2 separate regions of the Astyanax mexicanus genome follow, and region 2 is linked to region 1. Evidence: chromatin contacts called from public Hi-C data. All regions are on one chromosome and are shown on one strand. The core of a region is the stretch at or near the end of the contact, and the rest is flanking DNA. Distances in the headings are between cores, read along the strand shown.

Region 1 (3,417 bases), core at 108-2,607:
CACCACACACACACACACACACGCACACACACACTTCACATTTAATTCACACACTGACACCTAGGGGCGATTTAGCCAATTCTCCCACCATAAGTCCACCGGCCACAAAACCAAACTAATCACAAACAGTGATCACAGTAATGATCGAACCCACAACCCCAGCACCACTGAGCCCCAATAAAACATCAAATACAAATATATTAAAAAGCCAAGAAACGAAGTGTGGAGTGTTTAATGACATGTAGCATCAATAGATACTACAATACAGTAGAAAATGTATTATTACTAAACATAATAAAATGAAATGTAATAATATAACAGTATGTTATGTAGTAACTGGTTTATATCATGTCCTATATATTTATCTGCAATTCGAGAAAGTCAGTGATATTGGATTCAGACTTTTTCTTTTATTTGCTTGAATCATGAATCAGCATGGAACTGATTAACTAATTATCATTATATTTAAACAATGTTTTCTGATGTATTTACTGATACTGAAATCTGAACAGATACTGAAATCCCTGCAAAAACACAACACTGTCAAAATGCTGCCGAATTTTGATATAGAATAATATTGTGGTAGGAGATCCAATCCCATTTTATACTCTTTAGCCTTACATCTTATATCTAATATGAGCGAATTTATTATTAGTTTGACCACATATATATTGAAATCCCATGTGCCATTTTATTTTTTATTTATTTATTTTTTTTATTTATTTATATATATAAATTGTCATTGGTGAAACTGCTATTATTTTGTGTTCAATTTGATGACTGTGTCCCTTAGTATTGTTGTTGTAATTATTATTATCATGGCAGATACTAATCGGTTCACTAGATCTCACTGTTTGGATTGATTGGATAAAAAGTTTTTTTTTTTTTTTTTAGCTTTACTTAAAAATTATGTTAAAAAACTGTTATATCAAATATAAACCTTTCTTGCAGATTTATAAAGAACCTTGTTTTAAATAATCTTGTTTTATTTCTTGATTTGCATTTTTTCCCCATAGTATATAGTATAATGAATGACACTTAATAGTATTCTGTACTAAACTGCACTGGATTTAGATCTGAAAGTCATTTAATGATCATTTTATTGAGATTTTTTATACAGTACCCGTGCATTTAAATGACAATTTCCGCAACCATTTCCAATCCAGCCCCCCCCCCCCCCCCCCCCCCCCCCCCAAACCATTTCCAGCTGAAGTGATGCAGAAATCTCCCGTCCAAAACAGGGTCAAACTCCAAACACGGCGCTGCTCGCTCACGCCGCAGCTATTTAGGGCAGTAAACGTGTCCTTAAGTGCCCAGTTTGTCTTCATCGGGAGCTCGTAACTCTGTTTAGAGCCGTGCTTGGCCTCTGGCCCAGTGGTGCCAGCTCTGTGATTTACCTACATGTGTGTGCCAACGCAACCCGCTCTGAGAGCCTCCTGCTAAACACAGGCCTGTACTGAACAACATCACAGCTGAAATATATATATTTATTATTTATTTATATACAGGCAGTATTATAAAGTATGCTCGTGCAATATGTTTCAATCAGCATAATCCATTTACAGTTATAAATATATTTACTGTATTTACTTTTTATAATAATTATTGATCTATTGTCATTTCTCGTTTCTCTCTATTGTCTGAATTAAAGTGCGCTTCCAGGTTCGGCCGCCAGGTGTCAGCGCGACTAAACAAATGCGCTCTTTCACACCTTTTACCACCAAACCAGCAGCAGCCTTTCCTTCCCTTTCTATTCCTTCTCTTTTTTATTGCTTTCATTTCCTTCCCTTTCTATTCCTTCTCTTTTTTATTCCTTTCATTTCCTTCCCTTTCTATTCCTTCTCTTTTTTATTCCTTTCATTTCCTTCCCTTTCTATTCCTTTCTTTTCTATTCCTTCCCTTTCTATTCCTTTCTTTTCTATTCCTTACCTTTCTATTTCTTACCGTTCTATTCCTTCTCTCTCTATTCCTTCTCTCTCTATTCCTTCCCTTTCTATTCCTTTCCTTTCTATTCCTTCCCTTTCTATTCTTTCCTTTCTATTCCTTCCCTTTCTATTCCTTGCCTTTCCATTCCTTTCCTTTTCAATTCCTTCCCTTTCTTTTTCTTCCCTTTCCATTCCTTTCCTTTTTTATTCCTTCCCTTTCTATTCCTTCCCTTTCTATTCCTCTCCTCTCTATTCCTTCCTTTTCTATTCATTTCCTCTCTATTCCTTTCCTTTCTCTTCCTTTCCTCTATATTCCTTCCCTTTCTATTCCTTTTCTCTCTATTCCCTCCCTTTCAATTCCTTTCCTCTCTATTCCTTCCTCTTCTATTTCTTCCCTTTTTTATTCCTTTCCTTTCTATTCCTTACCTTTCTTTTCCTTCCATTTCTATTCCATTCCTTTCAATTCCTTTCCTCTTTATTCCTTCCTCTTCTATTCCTTTCCTTTCTATTTCTTCCCTTTCTGTTCCTTCCCCTTCTATTCCTTCTCTTTTTTATTCCTTTCCTTTCTTTTCCTTATCTCTTTATTCCTTCCCTTTCCATTCCTTTCCTTTCTATTCCTTCCCTTTCTATTCCTTTCCTCTCTATTCCTTCCTCTTCTATTTCTTCCCTTTTTTATTCCTTTCCTTTCTATTCCTTATCTCTTTATTCCTTCCCTTTCCATTCCTTTCCTTTCTATTCCGTCCCTTTCTATTCCTTTTCTTTTTATATCTTTCCTTTTTATTCCTCACCTTTCTATTCCTTCCCTTTCTATTCCTCAATTTCGGATCATAAAAACAGAAAACAGGGAAGGTTGTCGTTGGCAGTCGAATGTCTTTTTTCTGCTCTCAGGTTGTATCAGAGCAACCAAGACTAACAAAGTGCTTTAATGCCTGAATTCACGCCTCTATTCCTGTGTTTAAGTCGTGGCGCCTTAAATCATTCGCTTTATTATTTATTCTCCGCTCTCTTGGTGTGGAGGTGCAAAAAAATGTAAAAAATGAAGAGCTGGGTTTTGTTTTTCACCATTGGATAATTATATATAAACAAAATAGTCTGCCTAATGGCCGTCATAACTATATAAAATAATAAAATAATACTGTATATACAGCTCTGCAAAAAATTAAGAAACCACTTCAGTTTCTGAATCAGTTTCTGAATCAGTTCCTCTGATTTTGCTGTTTATAGGTACATGTTTGAGTAAAATGAGCATTGTTTGTTTTATGTTTTATTCTATAAACTACAAACAAAACATTTCTACCAAATTCCAAATAAAAATATTCTCATTTAGAGCATTTATTTACAGAAAATGAGAAATGGCTGAAATGACAAAAAAGATGCAGAGCTTTCAGAGTTATAAGAGTCATAAGAGTTCATAAAAGTTTTAAGAGTTCAGAAATCAATATTTGGTGGAATAACCCTGTTTTTTATGCATCTTGGCATCATGTTCTCCTCC
Region 2 (3,574 bases), core at 529-3,028, 170 kb before region 1:
CGCTGCTCACCAAGCAAGAAAGGGAGGCTTTTGTTTTCAAATGCAAACGAAAAGCACTGTGAGAATATTAGTCAGAAGAAAATGTATTGCTATATATTTGTTGTAGTTTTACAGTTTTATAGCAAAATGTGTAACCAATAGTGAGTTTCGTGGGACAATATCATTTTGTTTTAGTCCAGAAATCCTAACCACTAAGTATCTAGATAGGAATGCATTAACACGACTTTAAAACTGATACTTTTAGATTTCACCTTTAAATTCAGAAGCACTGATTTCGATTCGCTGTGTTTGCAGTCATGGGCAAGCCCTGATAAGGCACAATAGCGTACATTACGTCGCGCGATAATAAAAACAAATGCACTCCTGCGTTTGGTTTAAATTCATTTGACATTAAAGTATAATAGGTCCTATATATATATATATATATATATATATATATATATATATATATATATATATATATATATATATATATATATATATATATATACTCAAATTACAATAAACATAAACTTAAAAACAAGCACAATATACAAACAAAAAAACTAAAAAAAGTAGCAGTAGGTTTAGTTAAATAAATGTATTGATTCAGCAATTGCCCATAATATGCAACATAATACTGCATAATACAAAAAAACGGGAATAATGTAAACGAAACCAGCCCTACCCATGACGTTGGAATTTCGTTTAAACGCAATATTAGAAAATAAAAAGCAGACAGAAAATAATCTATGTAATTACAAAAGGTACTGCTTCAGTATACCTCCAGACAATATTACAGAAAACACATGTTACAATCTTTCTCTCGTAATGGTGGATACTGTCGAATTGTCATCGGATTTTAGACAAATTCAGAGTAAAAGTAAATAAAACTAATCCCCTTAATTGCAAAACAAAACATTTAATGCATTTTGTAATTAGTTTAATTAGTCAATGCAATTTTTCGAGGCAAAAATATTTTAATGTGTACTAAATTCAATAGAATTAAATATAATATCTGCAGGACTAATGCAGCAATATATATATATATATATATATATATATATATATATATATATATATATATATATATATATATATATATATATATATATATATATATATATATATATTATAAGCTTTTAGACCTGCACAGCAATGTTTGTTTGGACCGTGTAATTAACAAAGGCTAAATTTAAAACTCACCAGCTGTCAGAATGCCCTTACCTAAACTGCTAGAAAATTGTAACTGCAGTACTTGCAAAAATTAGCTCCTTTAAATAGGAATGACTACAACCGTTTCAACTAACATACCGACGACATGACAAGCAGCCAACTGGATGACAAATATCGAGTAGTGATAAGAAGAAACATACCTCCGTAATGCGCAATAAGATAATGAGGTTCTTTCTCCAAAAACTGTATAGACTGATGAACAACCGAAGCCCGGATAGTTAAACAGGCAAAGCTGCAGTATTGTGTTGTGATCATTTCCCACCTTTATCAAGTTCGTCACTTTATTTACCTGCTTTTCTCGCTTTACCTTCTCATGCTCGCCCAAGTCACGTAACTGGAGGTCTCGCCCAGTCGACAGCAACTCTTTGTTGTCTGTGATGGGCTGTGTCTTTACTCGAGCGCGTCGACTAGATGGCGCCATTGCTCCACGCCGCAGCTCACACCCTCACTAACTTGACCCCGGTGACGTCAGCCCCGTCTAGAGCATCAAGGCCACTTCCAAAAGCCTATTGGTCTGAAAATCACATGACAAGGGCGCCTTGAATCCATAATTATGTTGCTGATATTTTCTCGCCCCCCCAAAATATGTCAGCGTCGTACTGTCCTAACCCTCTTAGACGTAAGCGGGATTGCTTTAAAACATAAAAAAAAAACACGCGCCCTCCGGCAAATATGTCATGCCCGAACAACGTGGCAGCCGGGTCCTTTCTGATGGACTCGCTGGTCGGGGGAACATCGCCGTACAGGGGTGAGGGCTATTCCACCACCAACCCCGGGATGTATATGCAAGCGCCCGCAGAATATGGCTGTCAGATGATGAGGAATGTGGGCATCGTAGGTGCAACACCTCTCTCCAAGCGGGACGAGTTGCCGCCGAGCACGCTGCCGGTGAACGTCTATCACCACCATCACCAGCAGCAGCCGCACGCACATTACCTGTCGCAGCGGGACGCCTGGACAGCGGGCTCCAAAACTTACAGGGGCGCGCAACCTGTTGCCCAGCCCCTGCACCCTTGCTCGTTCCCGGCCAGTCACGTCAAGGAGGAGGCTCTGCCCTGCCTGTACCAGGCAGACATTGATAGTCCCAAGGAATCTGCAGAGGAGCCGTCTACGACTTACATCCGCCTGGGGGACAATGGCAGCCACTCGGATAAAAGTGGCGTCTCCGCCTCCGATTATTTCCGAGGGAACCAGGTGTACGCCAGCGAGCAGGGGCAGCACGGAGACGGCTTTGCCTCGGACTTTAACCCGCTGCCCAGTTTAACGACACCAGTAGAGCCTCAGGCTACAGATGTCTATGGCAAAGACGGCAAAGCAAAAGAGGACGGAGCCAGGGAGGAGACCACCGCGGAGGAACAAGGCGCGGAAAAGAGGCAGCTCAGGAAGGAAGAGAGTGGGCCTAAGACAGACAGCTGTACAGATGAATCTGAGAGTGAACTGAAAGGTGATCCAACTAACGAGGTTTTCACACACACATACACACACACATATATATATATATGTATGTATACACAAACCGATACACACGGACACTTGTACACACTTGTTTTTATACATTGGTAGGACTTGTGCACACGTTAGTTATGATGTTAGTTAATGATAACAGACATACATGCAAAATACAAACACAAAATACTTTGCTACCATTTAAGAAATCTGCTCAGCGTCCAGTTAAATTTAACCTTTTATTGAAAGTCACGGTGAAGCAAAATGTAAATTTCTGGTCCATTCTTAAAACTTTGACACAACTTTTTGAAAGGCTAATATAATGCAATTAGAGTATAAATATTTATTTGTGTGCCTGATCAATTGTCGGTGTAAATTGTTACTTTTTGAATTATTTGTTACAAAATGTGGCATATTCAAAACCCTGTTTTTTTGTTTGTTTGTTTTTTTTTTTTAATTAGAATGTGCTTAAAACATTTAAAAAAGACATAGTTTACGCTTACTCTCTCTCTTTCTATATATATATATATATATATATATATATATATATATATATATATATATATATATATATATAATATTTAATTAACTGCAACGATTTTTTTTTAGTTTATCCATCCTTGTTTACTTAGTAGCCGACCAGGAAAAATACATATCCCGAAGATAAATGAAAACATCAGAAACAAACACACAGACACAAAGAAAATCTTTAAACATTCAAACATATAGTATTCTAAACTGAAACCTGAAGCCATCGCACTGACTGCAGGTTCAAGGTTCCAGACTGCAACGCCATTTATGGAATTAGAAGAATTAAACATCGGATTAGTTAAGAGTTTTGTTGGGCTTCCAGCCTCAGAAATGTTCTTCGTAAATTGCCGTGTAAACAGACGCAATCAGACATCTAAACGTC

What was found. A called contact is a pair of places that touch in the nucleus more often than the background predicts.
Region 2: a contact with region 1 is called in a Hi-C map of muscle, with 16 times the contacts expected there. The contact joins the promoter of hoxc10a here to the enhancer-like site in region 1. A contact is called at or near these places in 2 of 3 Hi-C or Micro-C datasets (both in muscle).

What each region holds. Positions count from the first base shown.
Region 1 is chr13:912,506-915,922 of AstMex3_surface, reverse strand. No RefSeq gene overlaps it. Among protein-coding and RNA genes, the nearest start is that of LOC111196842, 12 kb to the left of the region's middle. Within about 2 kb of position 1,357, the one cell type or tissue checked has an H3K27ac peak away from gene starts, as active enhancers do.
Region 2 is chr13:1,084,972-1,088,545 of AstMex3_surface, reverse strand. hoxc10a (homeobox C10a) reads left to right here and starts at 1,778. Exons shown (of 3, transcript XM_007239348.4): 1 at 1,778-2,659. The coding sequence starts at 1,888.